Regions from separate parts of the Rattus norvegicus genome. Here region 2 is linked to region 1. The links are chromatin contacts, called in public Hi-C maps. All regions are on one chromosome and are shown on one strand. Each heading gives the region's core, a stretch centred on a gene start, on an enhancer-like site or on the middle of the called end of the contact. The rest is flanking DNA. Distances are from core to core; before and after follow the strand shown. Region 1 overlaps Arhgap21 (Rho GTPase activating protein 21). Region 2 overlaps Enkur (enkurin, TRPC channel interacting protein).

What was found. A called contact is a pair of places that touch in the nucleus more often than the background predicts.
Region 2: a contact with region 1 is called in a Hi-C map of frontal cortex, with 5 times the contacts expected there. The contact joins two enhancer-like sites. A contact is called at or near these places in 10 of 12 Hi-C or Micro-C datasets (the A7r5 cell line, the Rat2 cell line, Schwann cells and 6 more) and 1 of 1 datasets of contacts at active chromatin or transcription factors (oligodendrocytes).

Annotation. Positions count from the first base shown.
Region 1 is chr17:88,309,596-88,316,614 of GRCr8, forward strand. The region is part of intron 3 of Arhgap21 (Rho GTPase activating protein 21); the gene reads right to left. Among named protein-coding and RNA genes, the nearest start is that of Arhgap21, 67 kb to the right of the region's middle. Within about 2 kb of position 3,421, at least 33 of the 93 cell types and tissues checked have an H3K27ac peak or open chromatin away from gene starts, as enhancers often do.
Region 2 is chr17:88,598,699-88,605,717 of GRCr8, forward strand. It overlaps Enkur (enkurin, TRPC channel interacting protein), which reads right to left. Exons shown (of 5, transcript NM_001106126.1): 5 at 359-754. The coding sequence ends at 581. Among named protein-coding and RNA genes, the nearest start is that of Enkur, 20 kb to the right of the region's middle. Within about 2 kb of position 2,408, at least 36 of the 93 cell types and tissues checked have an H3K27ac peak or open chromatin away from gene starts, as enhancers often do.

The DNA.
Region 1 (7,019 bases), core at 2,171-4,670:
CTATATTTTAAGTATTTTTCCTTATACTTAGAGAAAAGGTAGTCTTCATCCTTCGACAAGGAAACTTTTCTTTGCGGCAGATGGAGATCATTACAGAAGAGTACAGCTGCAGAAAATGCAGAGCTGCGAGGCTCAGTTCCAGTGGACACATCTGCAAAACAACTCCTACATGTAAGGCTCAGGGATCACTGCCCAAGAAAGGCAGGAAGGCTGTACGAGCCAGAGAACAGGATGTTTGCTGTGAGATCGTCTCCTAGAAATGTCAGAGAAGCTACACCATGACATCTAACTAACATGAACTGGCCAGGGCACCACCAACAGACATGCTAACATGAAAACAGGGTGGGGGATGACTTGTGAGTCCTCTATCACAGACAAAGAACTACAAGCAACTAAGGAATACTGCAAGTGGGCGAACCAGCCCTCCTCAATGAGCAGATGCCCATGGGCTGTCCCGTGCCACACGGTCAGGCCTGAAAACACACACTTACAAGTGATAGGGCAGATCAAGCAGGTTGCATTTGTAGATTACGGAAGAAATACACATACATTCTCTCTCTGTCTCTCTGTCTGTGTCTCTCTGTCTGTGTCTCTCTGTCACACACACACACACACACACACACACACACAAACACAGAGAGAGAGAGAGAGAGAGAGAGAGAGAGAGAGAGAGAGAGAGAGAGAGACATCCCAAAGAAAAAAGAAGCCATGAATCTGAGAAGGAAGGGGCATGGATATATATGAAAGGTTGAAGAAAAGACCAGTAGGGGAAAATGATGTAATTATACTATAATCTCAAAATACAAATTAAAAAAGTAAAAATAATATCTGTAAGGTTTAGTTTGTAAAAAAAATTCTAATGCCCTTTTATGTATTCATTTTCTTCACCAAGTTTTTAACTATAAGGAACTTTTAAGACTGGAAATTAGCAAAAGGGCTCTTTGGTTGTTCTTTCAGGGAAGAGTGGAGACTGGAGACTGATCCTACAGAAATGTCCACTTCTTGGTTGTTTTTTCTTTTTTCAAAACTAAGATCAATGCAAACAATGAATAACTGTTATACATAGAGAAACAAACTGAGAACAATAGATCACAGCAGATTATGGGTCACTGAGTAAAGTCTTACACATACCATCTTCCCAAAGGGCTCTAGCAAATGTCAAGTTGATGTAGAAATAACCAACACAATAGCCATTATGGAGAAAAGTACAGTTTCCTCAAAAAAAATTTTCCCACAACCTCTAGCATCCCTGCTGGCCATCCAGCCAAAGGTAATGAAGTCAGTGGACGAAGCCCTGGCCTACTCTACAGCTCAGACTGCTCAGGAATGCACCCACAGGCTGACCTCAAACTTACAGCAAGCCTCCTGTCTCAGACTCATAAGAGCTGGGAGTACAGTCATCAGTTACCACATTCAGCTATAAAAGCTATTTTAAGACCCTAACAGAGACATACTACCTAATGTTAAAAATATTGTGTGGCAGGGAATGCCTTTAATCCCAGCATTCTGAGGCTGAGGCAGAGGCAGGCAGATCTCTCCGTTTGAGGCCAGTCTGGTCTACATAATGAGTTCCAAGACAGCCAGGGCTGTACAGAGAAACCTTGACTCAAAAACAAAAACAAACAAAAAGCAAGTCTTATATACTCAAACATTAAAACACTACATCTAATTGTTAGCCTTTTTTCCCCCCTTATTTTATGGTGTGGACAAAATCAACAGAGAGAGAGAGTGTGAAAAGGTAAATTATTAAATTAAGCTATTCTCCATATTCTAATCAAAACAAGTGTGATGGATTCTGTATGCTTGGCCCAGGGTGTGGCACTATTAGGAGGTGTGGCCTTGTTGGAGGAAGTGTGTCACTGTGGGTGTGGGTTTTAAGACCCTCCTCTTAGCCACATGGGAGAGGTCTTCTCTTTATCTTCTAGACAAGACATGGAACTCCAGCTCCTCCTGCACCATCCCTGACTGGATGCTGCCCTGCTTCCACCTTCACAATAATGGCCTAACCCTCAGAACCTGTAAGCCAGCCCCAATTAAATGTTGTCCTTTATAAAAGTTGCCTGGGTCATGGTGTCTGTTCAAGGTAGTAAAACCCTAACTAAAAAAGTGCGGTCATTTTCAGAAAGCTAATTAGTACATTCAAGTTTTACCACCCAATCTGCAGATCGGACAACTTCAGGGACCCAGATGAGACCTGTCACATTTCAATCACAATTACATATACTAGAAGCAAACACGTACTCTCTTTATGCAGCTTGACCTTCAAGAAATGGAGTAAAATCAGTTTAAAAACTTAAAAAGTAGACGATGTTTGAAATTACTCATGTTAAGCTTTTTCAAATCAAATACATTTAATTTTTACAAACTTTTTTTGCCATGGGAATGTTTCACACACTCAGAACCAGAGAGACTGACAGCACTAAACCCTAGGAGACTAATAACCATGAAAATCATGTTTCATTTCAGCCCACTCACACCCATATAAAGCTTTTAAAGTTAAGTCTCGGATGTCAATTCATTCATAAATGCTGTAAACTCTCTGGCAGGCACATCTGAAGGAAAGGAACGTTAGTATTGACTCACAGGTGAAGGCAAAAAGCTTCTCTGGGTCTCCACAGGAGGGAGTACTCTGCACAATGGAGTTTCACGTACAAGCTGAGCACAAACCAACCTTTTATCCTTAAATATCTACTTACCACTAAGAACTGACACAGCCCTAAAGCTATGAGACAAATCCAGAAAGGTCTCACATGTGGAAATCACATGACAGCCCCATGTTAAGTTTATAAACAAGTTACCCATTCCTGTGGATCTGCTTGGCTATATATTCAAATCCCGTGAGTTTACAGTGGACCTATTCATTTACAGATTAAAGTCTTTGAGTTTATGGTGAATCTTCTTAGCTATATACTCAAATCCCATATGTTTACAGTGGACCTGTGGGTTTATAGAAAACACACTGCATGGAAATCTCAAGTGTACAGAACGGTACCTGGCATGTAATGGATGCTCAGTAAGTACCTTCTGTCTACTTCAAAAGGTCACCCTGGAAAATGCTAACAGTAAACAGCACTTCTGAGGTTTGCCTCCAGAAGAATGCTCCTGTGGGCCTCTTCAGTCCTGGGACAGGGCGGGCACCAGAAGAGCAGTGTGAGCGCAGCACCACTAGGTGTCAGGCGTGGATCAGTTTAAAGTTATAGCTAGGCAGAAACACTGTGGGAGCCCTTATCCAACACTTCCCCCTAGTTCTCTTTGAATGAACAGTCCATGACTGCCTTTCAGAGCACTTGAAGTTCAGTAATGTTAGTCGTCCCCCTCACGTTTCAGGAGTTTCATAAATGATGTATATAAGTCACTGCCCTGTTGTTCTTGCTTTGCGAGGTTGCAATTTCTCTGGCAACCCAGACAACTTTGTTAATTGTAAGCAACAACTTCCCATCTCTGAATTTATCCACTGCTCAACCCCTTGGCCAATAAGCTTGTCAAGGCCATCCGCCCTTTGTGCGCTCTCCCCTTCAAGACTACCAGCCTCCCTCAGCAAGCTTCCTAAGATCGCCTTTGCACCCATACTTCAACAAAACTTACCAGTGACTTCACGCTCCTTCCCCAAGGCCTTTCCAAGTACACAATTTGCCCATCTAACTAGAGAGAACGCCACGCGCAGGCCAGCTCTGCCCTCGGTTCTCAGCCTGTTAGTTCGGCTGAATGAAGCTAAGTGATACAGTGAGTTGCTCTGTATGTGCAAGCGAGTTCCTGAAATGCTCAGGAAAGGCTCCTGCTGCATCCCAACCCCTGCTCCCTCAGGACGGCTCTTCCAAATCCTGGTGACGTTAAGCTGCTCTCCCCAGCTGCGGGTCACATTGGATCTGTCCCGGGTCCCTGAATCTCTGCTGCTCTGGCCTCTTTTGTTTGCTTTGCTGTGTTTGTTTTAATGTCTAGTTTTCACTTTGAAGTTTTTCTTTCTCCTGTGTCCTCTCTCAAGTAAGGATTTAGTCCTCAACAGCCTTCTTTGGGGCCTTGGTCCACAGCTAGTTAGCACTTCTCATGTACATACTCTACGCTACAGCTCTGAGGTCCCCTTGCCTCCCCACCATGCAGCGGATGAGTGGCGGTGTGCCTCTGCCTACTGCACACCCTTCACCAGGGCTGTCAGCCCTCACTAATCTCCAGCTGCTTGTGTTGCAGGGGTTTCTGAATGAACAGGCATCCCCAGGACAGGCATATACGCTCATCCATGTTACACGTCCCTGGGCGTGTACTGATGCCAGAAATGTCCCTACTCATGAATACCTGCTTTCCTTATCCCTCCACAAACTCCACTGAGCTCTGTAACTTCAATAATTTGCTACACGTAAGAAAGTATCTTTTTAGATGTGATATATCCACTACTACAAATGAAACGTTTTTCACAGGCACCTTACAATTACTACCTCTTAATCAACACAGTGACTTGCCCTCAGATCTTCCATTTATTCTCTGGTTTCACTGCTGGGACAGACTGCTGGCACATCTGTTCATGACTTGTAGATGGCCCCTCCTCTCCCTAAGAGCTCCAGAGCAGGTACTCTATCTTGTACATGGGAAACGCAGCCCCGCTCCCCAGGGACAGGATATGCTGCTCTTCAAGCATTCTTGGGCTAACAGAGTTCATCTACTCGATCCCTCACCCTAGAAAATCTAAGCATGACTCTCCATGCATCAGTAACCTACAACTAGTAACACACAACCCACCCCACCCCCACACCTGTTCTTCTCCAAAGTCTAGGCAAAGGTTACACATAAACGTCTCAGAAATGTCTCCTGAGAGGCTGCCGTCCGTTCCTCCCATCCTAGTTTCACCTGCCCAGCAGCAGTTTGGCAAACATCCTACGAACCGGACTCTTCCCTGGCAGGAAAATGATGGCTTCCGCCATAATTATGTAATGATTGTACTTACTTTTATTTCTGTGCTTTAAGCCTTATTTCATATTTCCAGCTCCCGGTGTCTTATGTGTGAATCTGTGGGTCTATAGGTTTCTAAAAAACGTATGGCAGAAACTATTTTTAATTTGGGAAAAAAAAAAATCCTTGCCCTCCACTTCACCTGAGTGGGGAGCCGGTGAAGATGTTGGTGTGAGTGACCGGTGGAAGGGCGCGGAGGCAGGCTGTTTTCATTAGCCGGTGGAGGAAGTGTACTGCATGGGTGACATTTTTTCAACACTCTGAAGGAAGTGAGGTTAGAGGCCGCGTGGCTTCCTTCCACACAGTCGGCTTAGTGTCTGGCTCACTGTACACACTGCACAGATGTTTGCTAAGTGAACGAACAAACAGAATGTATTTCTCAATGTCCTCACACTTAGCTGCAAATATTTCTGTTCTGTTTTTATGCCAGAGATGAGAAGTTATCTGCTAAACATCGAAAGCAGGGGAGGGGCTGCAATCTGTGCAGGCTAGCTGGGAAGCATCGAGGGACAAGACCAGGCTCTCCAGCAGGGCGGTGGCTGTGACCAAGTTGTGGGTTGTGCAGCAGCTAGGAAAGGACAGCTTAAAACCACGTGATTAGAGGGCTGCTCGGACAACACTGCTAAGAGAAAGCCCGGGCAGAGCCATGCCTTGGAGACTGCTCAAACCCTAGTGCGAATCTCCCTCTAGTTCTTTCACAGTTACTTATCTCTGCCAGCGGCCTCCGACTAGTACTCTCTGAAGCTGGCTTTCGAATTAAAACGTTTCATAATGAAGCATCTAGAACTTTTAAAGACATCTGAACTCGCATCTAGTTTGTTACCTGCCATCTTAACTTCACGTGTTCTGTTTCTCAAGTCTTAGTCTTCTCCTAAAGAGCGGATTCTGACGTCTGCTTTGGCCCAGCTCAATTTCTTTCATTACAGATTATCATTCATTATTTTTAAGTAGTATCAAGATTTTAAGTTTTCACCTCCTGGCTTATTTTACAGAACGTATCTAAATTTCTATGTAAGCCCAATATTGTCCTATTTTGTTATTTTCTTATAGACCTTCTTAATTATTAGAAATATGGTTTCTAAATCTCTAGGCACCACTACCTCTGAGTTACAGGGGCTGTGGGGAGTAAGTTTCCCCCGCACCCCCAACAGCAAACAGAAACTGACAAACCAAACTCAGCAACACACGGAACGGTCGCTTAGGAACAGACCATGGTGGCCACCACCACAGGTGTTAGTGTCCTTCTGTTTACCCACCAGGCGCTGTGCACATGAGCTCCTACTATGTACCAGATACCTACTTAATGAAAACCCAGCCATATAAGGCATTTCCTATCCTTCATAATCTTTGCTCTGGGAAGAATTCATAGAAATTGTTTCAAAAACATACTGATACCTAAATATAGAAATTGTTTCAAAAACATACTGATACCTAAATGGAGTGGATTTGCAGTCAGCCCCTGACTTGGGAGGCTGAGACAGGAGAGAATGGCTTGAGCTCAGGAGTCCAAGAGCAGCCAAGTCAACACAAAGAGATCCTGGTTCTACAAGAAAGGGGGTGGGGTGGGGGTGCGGGACACAGAGGGAGCGAGGAGGGGAAGTCAAATGAATAACTAGGTAGTTACTTTGCATAATCTAATAACCAGGTTTTGATTGTCTCCTTATTTCCCAGTATCAAATCTGCACTGGTGCCACAGGTTCTCTAAACAGGTAAACCAAGAGGCAGGAGTTCTCACCTAACCTACCACAGGCATGAGCCGTCGACAGGCTGTTTCTCGGAGCAGGGATTTTTTCCACAGTGTTATTAATGAACATATCTTCAATCTTTTACTAACTGTGAAACACTTCCTATAAAATAACCCTGCAAAAATTGAAACTAGCTACCACTTTTCCATTAGCTTCTTTATCTCAAGCAAAAGTATGAGAATCCAGTCATCTTTCTAAGAAATGAAAATCCTGAATTGCAGCCCTCTGGGGGTTACACAGACAGCGGTGAGGTATGAGGAGGAAAGGCTCTTCACAGTCTCAAGAAGCTCCACTGACCGGAGCCCTCGGCTACTCTCACTGCCAGGAAACGGC
Region 2 (7,019 bases), core at 1,158-3,657, 290 kb after region 1:
AACATTTTAATCATGTATAGTGTTGTGGATACTGAAAAGATCTTGAGTTAGAAATAATTACAAATAGCACTGGACCCCTGAGAACACACGCCTTGAGTCACTGGAGTTTAGAAGCAAGATCTAGGAAGCGCTTCCGAGTATCAGGGAATCGGGTCCCCAGTCTCCGACAGGCATGGTTTTCTGCACTGTATTCTTACTGTCACCCAGGGAAGAAAAAAGCAAAACAAAACAAAAAACACACAACAAAACAGTGCAAAGCCCTGAAATGCTAAATGTTTTTACTTTCTAAGGTCCAGACGTAATGTTCACGTGAAACACGTCCACGGTGATAGGATGATTGCCCTTATGGAATACAGACCCAGGGTGAAGCTTCCGACTTTAATGGTTTGTTTATAAGTAGAACTGTGACAGTGGAGGAGAAAATTTTCTCTAGAACAATCAAATAATTCAATTATTCTTTCAACACTGCCTACATTTTCAGTGAACTTATTCTCTGCATAGTCCTCTTTGAGAAGAGTGGGTTTGGTTTGACGTCCGTGAGGATTGTCCTGTGTCCTCTTTCCGCACCGTGACAGCTCGCTCACTGGTTGGCGATGTAGATGATCTTGTGCTTCTCGATGATGCTGATGTCGTGCTCCAGCTGTTTCATCTCTTTTTCCAGCTTCTGCTTGCGGATCTTCTTCGGTATGGAGTCGATGAAGACCGAGAGGGACTGGAACTCTTTGTGCACCTCTTCCCAGTTCTTCTTCAGCCCCTGCAAACGGTAAAGAGACTTTGCCGTAACGGGTAGACTGCAAAAGGAACCGACAACGAAACTGCGGGTAACAGAGACTGAGAAGGTGCAGACGGCTGCTGAAGCGACTTTGGAAATGATAACGTGTCCGTACTGGACTTGGCCACAGTAACAGAAAACACGGCACAGCGGCAGAGCCCTGTACCGTACAGAGTTAGGAGCACTGTGGAGCCAAGCTTATACCAAACGCTTCGGTAAAAATCAACAATCTGAAAATTGATGGTCCCAAGTAAAAGCTGGTTTTGAAAATATTTTTCATACATTTATTAGAAAAGTTTTGTCAGATATCATCTTTAGGACCACCACCCTACTGCCTCTTTGCAGGCCTGGAAGTCAGGAACTTAGGTTAGCCGGCCAGCAGCCCCTCCCACTGCTGCCTCCCCCCAGTCCTCTACCTGCTTCTCCCACACTACTGCTAAGATCACAGCACATGTCACCACGACTGGCTCTTACATGGGCTCTGGAGATCAAGCTCAGGTCCCCATGCTCACACGGTAAACACTTTGTAAACCGCCCCTCCCCCACCTTCACTTCCTCCCTGCTCAGAATGTTCTGTTCTATCTTTGTTCTTCAACAGGGAGGCCACATCAGAAGCCTGAATTTTGACCGGCATATTCAAGTTGTATTTGGTGAAATGTTACTGTAAGAAAAACACTGAAATTCAAGTTTATAGTGACCTTTTTGTATGTTTTCAACCTATTACAACATATTACAAAGACTAAGTCATCTTCCGTGCAGTCAGGGGTCCATATCCTGTGAATGTGTTCTAGACATGGTTCGAATGTCATTAAATGTAGAACACATGCTAATTTAATAACGTAGCTAATGTTTTATGGTCTCTGAAATCAACACATTCAAAATGAGGGCTCTCTTAGGAGCTATAAATGCCCATTTCCACCTTTGCCTGGTTACATTTCTCATTACAGGGGACGTGGGCTTCACTGACAACACAGTCTTAAACTACTAATTGAATTCATTCAGTGAAGTTTTACAGACTGGCCCGTTTCATTCATTGTGAGATCATAGATCATTTTATTTACACTCCACTAACTAACTAACTAACTAACTAACTAACTAACTAACTAACTACTTAACTAACTCACTCACTCACTCCACTCCACTCCTGGGCATGAGGGTGGAGATAAGAAGATACAGAAGGAGCTTTCAGATCAGGCAGTCGCCTGAATTGATAAACTCCAGGTTCAGTGGATATGGTAAACAGTGACAGAAGTCACCCCCACATTGACCTCTGACCTCCACGTATGAGTACATGTGCACTCACATGCACACACGCACGTGTGCATACTTTCAGACACAAAGAAAAAGTACATTTCATTTTAAGAGAGAAAGAGCGAGTTTTGGGAGTCCACAAAGGAAGCAAAAGGATACCCCAAAAGAGCAGATGCCATGTGAATAAGGAGAAAGCCAAGCTGGTCATGTAGGCTGAGAAGAAACAGATGTCATTTCTAAAAGTGGAGCCTCACAGGACAAGCCTAAAGCTGCCATTCCAGCGGTGGATTTTGGTGAGACAGTGAGAAACCCCACAGTGTCACTCTGGGTGACTCAGGGCAACTAACAGGCAGCATCTTGAGCAAGATCCTATTAAAAACCAAGCTTCCTTGAAGCGTGAGAACAGGCCTAGGAGCTTCAGTTTGGCCTGCCACAGCGTCAGGGTGTGGGAAGTCTCTGGAGGCAGAAGTAGAGCGCAGCAGGCTGGATGCTGACAAGCCCAGACTGTAGACGACAGGAAGCTGGGCAGGGAAGTGCATGGGGAAGGATAATCTGAGCCCAGAGGCCAGAAACAGATCTCATCAACAGAGACTAGCCCGGCAGTCAGAAAGCTCTTAGTCTGGTCAGCCTCTGGACCATGATAACTGTCCTGCATTGCCGTACAGCCCCAGAGACCTGCTGTCCCAGGCCTGGTCTATAAACCTAAGAGCTGCTTCCCTCCAACATGGAAGACAGCTCCAGGGTTCCTGCAAGTATAAAGACCATTTCTGTTTGACCAGATCTCAGTGCTGGCTGCTTTTCACACTCCCAAGACCTTTGGAGGAGATGTCCCACATTTGGGAGTCATCTCCAGCTAGCCATTAGCCTCCACAGGGATGCCATTCAGGATGGATCTGAAGGATGAGGCAATTGCCCAGCTCACAGGTTGAAAAGCTACCTGTGGCTAGCAGAGATTCCCAAGAAGAAGAGTTTAGCCACCAAAGTGAAGACGGATCTGGTGAATGTCTCATTTTTCATATCGACTCAGCAGCAGTGTAAAGCTGGGAAAGGATGAGAGTCCGCTAGCTCAATTGACCCTGCCTCCATAAGTGTCAGTTTCCAGTCTTCAAGGGCCTTGAATAGCCAAAACAATCCTTATCGAAAGAGCAATGCTGGAGGACTCTCAATACCTGGTCTCAGATTATATTACAGAGCCACAGTAACAAAAATAGCATGGTTCTGGCTCAAAAGCAGATATGTCGACTGATGGAATAGAGGACTCAGAAATAAACCCACAGAGATAAATAAAACCACTTAATTCTTGATAAAGGTGTCAGAAGAACGAAACTGCTCAGACCAGTTCAAAATGGATAGAAGGGGTCTTAAGGTAAGATCTGAAGCTTTGAAATGACGAGGGACGATACATGGGAAGAACTTGAGAAGATCAACGTAGGCTGCAACAACACTGGAACAAGCCAAAGATTGGCAGGCAGGATTCCATGAAAGTAAAGGGCTTCACACGGTCTGCAGAGAGAGGTTAAGGGCACTGGCTGTTCTTCTAAAAGATGTGGTATGATTCCCATCTCCCACACAGCAGCTCATAACTATCTGTAAGGGATCCAACACCCTCTCTGGCCTCCGCAGGCACCAGCCATGTATGTGGCGGGCACACATACATGCAGGGGAAATCCTACTACATGTAAGATCAAATCAAAATGTATGATCGGCTTCTTCAGAGCACAGGAAATAATTGGCACAGTGAGGACAGCTTTCAGAATAGGGAACAAAAACAAGCACAGATCACCCAACCCAGTCCACTGGCCAAGAAACAGGACAAGTAGTTCTCCAAAGAAGAAATACAGAAACTGCTATTAGAAAGCTGAAAAAAGGCTCAGTATCTGCAGCCATTGATGAAATTCACACTGAAAGAGCTTGCGGTCCCCCATCTTACCCCTGGCAGGATGGCTGTCTGAGAAACATAAGTGACAGCCAATACTGGTGAGGACGTGAAGGAAAGAAATCTTAAGCCGCTGGTAGGACTGTGAGCTGGTACAGACACTATAGAAATCAATATAGGGGTTTCTCTAAAAGTAGAAATACCACATGGCCCAGCTATATCACTCCTGTGGAGGTGCCAGCAGAACGCAGCCACCACACAGCAGAGATCCTGGCATTTCTACGCCTATTGCTGCACTACTCACAATTGCTGGGAAAGGGACAAGCCCACGCGTCTGTCAGCAGCCAATGGATAAGGAAGATGTGCACGTCTCTAAATCATAGAACCAGGGAGGAGCCTTGAGTTGGGGAGGGCACAGGTGAGGAGCAGATCTTAAGCAAGGCAGTAAAAGGAGAGGTTCTCCCTGTGAAGAGAGAGCAGAAGGGAGGACCGTGTGTGCAGAAAGGGATCGGACAGAGCAGATCAGGGAGTGTAGGAGAGGCCAATGGGGAAGGGGAATAAACTTGAACAGAGTACAAAGCCACAAAGCATGAAGTACATTGTGATTCCCGTCACTATGTATGCCAACTTTAACACTGGTAACAAACAGGAGGGGAGAAAGGGGGAGATGAGTAAGAGGGGGAAGAGGCACGTGACGGCCTTGTGGGGTGGATATGAGCAAAACACATTACGTGTGTATGTGTGTGAATAATGCTGCAATGATCCCCAGTAATTTGTTTCAGTATTTTTGCTAAGCCAACCCCCCTGTCCCCAAGATTGGAATTATCTTATTTTATATAATGATGACATCACAGAAAGTAGAAACGTGTGGGGAACAAAAACGTTTCAGTGATTTGCTTCTGTACTTTGGTAAAGCAATGGGAAGCTAGGATATGCTAACTAAGAGACACCGGTTGGGGAAACGGGACAAAGTGACTTGGCCCCTTTCTGAGTCAGACTGAAGCACAGATCTGGGATGGCGAACTGTAGAAGCCATAATCACTGAACTTTAACTCTCTCAAGAGGGAGTCGGGTCAGAGAAGCTTTTAATAGCACACGACATATGTCCTGAAGAGAAGTCCTCAAAGAGACTCTGCTTTCCCTGGTCCTTCATTATGAAACCTGAACATGTTTCCACAGTGCACCACAGGGGCGCCTACCGCAGAGAGAAAAATGTATACATTTATACACTTTCAAATATCAAAGGGGTTTCAAGCAAGTTGGGGAATATTTTCATATTACTTGCGGTCCCAGAAGCACATTTTTCCCCCTGTGGATTTCTTTTTGAAGGGTAGTTTGCTTTTAACTTCTAGAATGTACAACACTGTTTGGATCAAAGTCAACAACTGAGGACAGAAACTCAATATAATTTTGTATCATGTTGATGCAGCCTTTTTGCTGTTTTTAAACCTTTTTTTTGTTTACTTTATCTTACAAAATAGTCTTTTATCCATTGGAGCAATAGAAACTTGTCCTCTGAATTCTTTACATTTTTCTCAATAATATTAGTTTTAGTACTCAAATAATATTGTTAGTGATGTAAAATTTCAAATAGCGAGGTCTGAGCTATAAAAATTGCCTTCCATTTCCTGTTCTTCTAGCTCCCAAACACTCTCCACCTTCCGTCCCTGCCCTGTGACACTGCTAGAGTCCTGCTTTTTTTCCTTCTGTCCTCTGGAGGGAGGGAAGAGAGACTAAGCTCCTACCCCCTTGCCTTCTACACTGTTGGACACACTTCCAGGGGTCCTGCACTGTGAGGTCTTTCCAGCTCTTTGTGTGCTGAGAACACTGACAGCCTCTGTCCCCGCCCTCACAGTCCTTATGGCTAAGACCGTGCTGCACTTCCCTGTCCCTGGTCTTGGAGGTACCAGAGCCTTGCTGGTTCCCTTCAATGAACTTCACTTCTGTCTACTGCTCCTTCCAAAACTCCCTTCAGAACCCCTGACTCTGTCTTCTATTTCTCCACTGGAGCCCAGACTCATACAACTTCCTTTTTACCCATCTCGTCTGTGGTGCGAAAAACACCAGCACAGGATTTGCTAGATATGACTTTAGTCCTGACTCACCGATTTGATGATATGTGGCCAAAGGCAAGTGTACCAGTCTACTAGAGTACAGACTGTGTTTATTTTGTGTGTTAGACTCTTGCCCACAAACACATAGATGTCCACCGATTAAGGACCGGATAAATGCTCAGATGAACCCGCTTATTATGTTTGTATTTAATCTCCTCATCTGTAGAATGAGGTGTTTGGAGTCATTAGCTCAGATGGTCCCTTCCCGGTTCAAGGGGACTGTTAGTTGTATAAAGAAGCAGCTCAAGGCAGATGGACAACCACTGAGCAGTAGAACTCTGCAGTTTTGCGTGGGAAGCAAGGCTTATCAGTAGGGCCACAATTAGTTGTATAATTGTGCAGCCGTATAACCATCTGCACTGCTGATTAGCTATACACTGGCTGGTGAGTGAGGCATTCCATGAAATGTTTACTGTGCTGCCAGTGAAGCGTCAAAGGGAGGTCCTGGGGTGTCCAGAAAAGGCCAAGGTGTTTCTCCACTATGGCCAAAAGGCATAGAAGGGAGGAGCCATTGCACTCTGAGGAAGGCCTTCCTGTTCCCATTTCTCAGCCTCATGCAGTCCTGCAGGCATGGCGAGCTGGCTTTTGCAGAGGGATGTGCTTCCTAAAGCCAAGTAATAACTGAAAAATAATGGTCTTCGAGCCTTGCCCTCTCCCAGACGACCTGTAACTCCCCATTTCCTGCCTGCCATACTGACCCCCATCCTTGCAGATTTTCAACACCCTGTCATACCACTCCTCAACAGAGAAGCCCCTGCTCTGTGGTTCCCCCTGGTGTCTGGGGGCCTCTCACTCTGCAGCACCACTTAAGAGCAATGTCTTTTGGTGCTGATAACTTCCTTGAGATGTGCTTAAGCTTGAAATCCACACACCCACAGCACACACACATTCCTGTCTCTCTGTGCATTACACAGATCATGTCTCATCGATCTAATTACAGCACTTTCTGCAGCAAAACTTGTGTCTTATACCATTTGTGGTATTGCCATGTCTCAGGCTAATATTG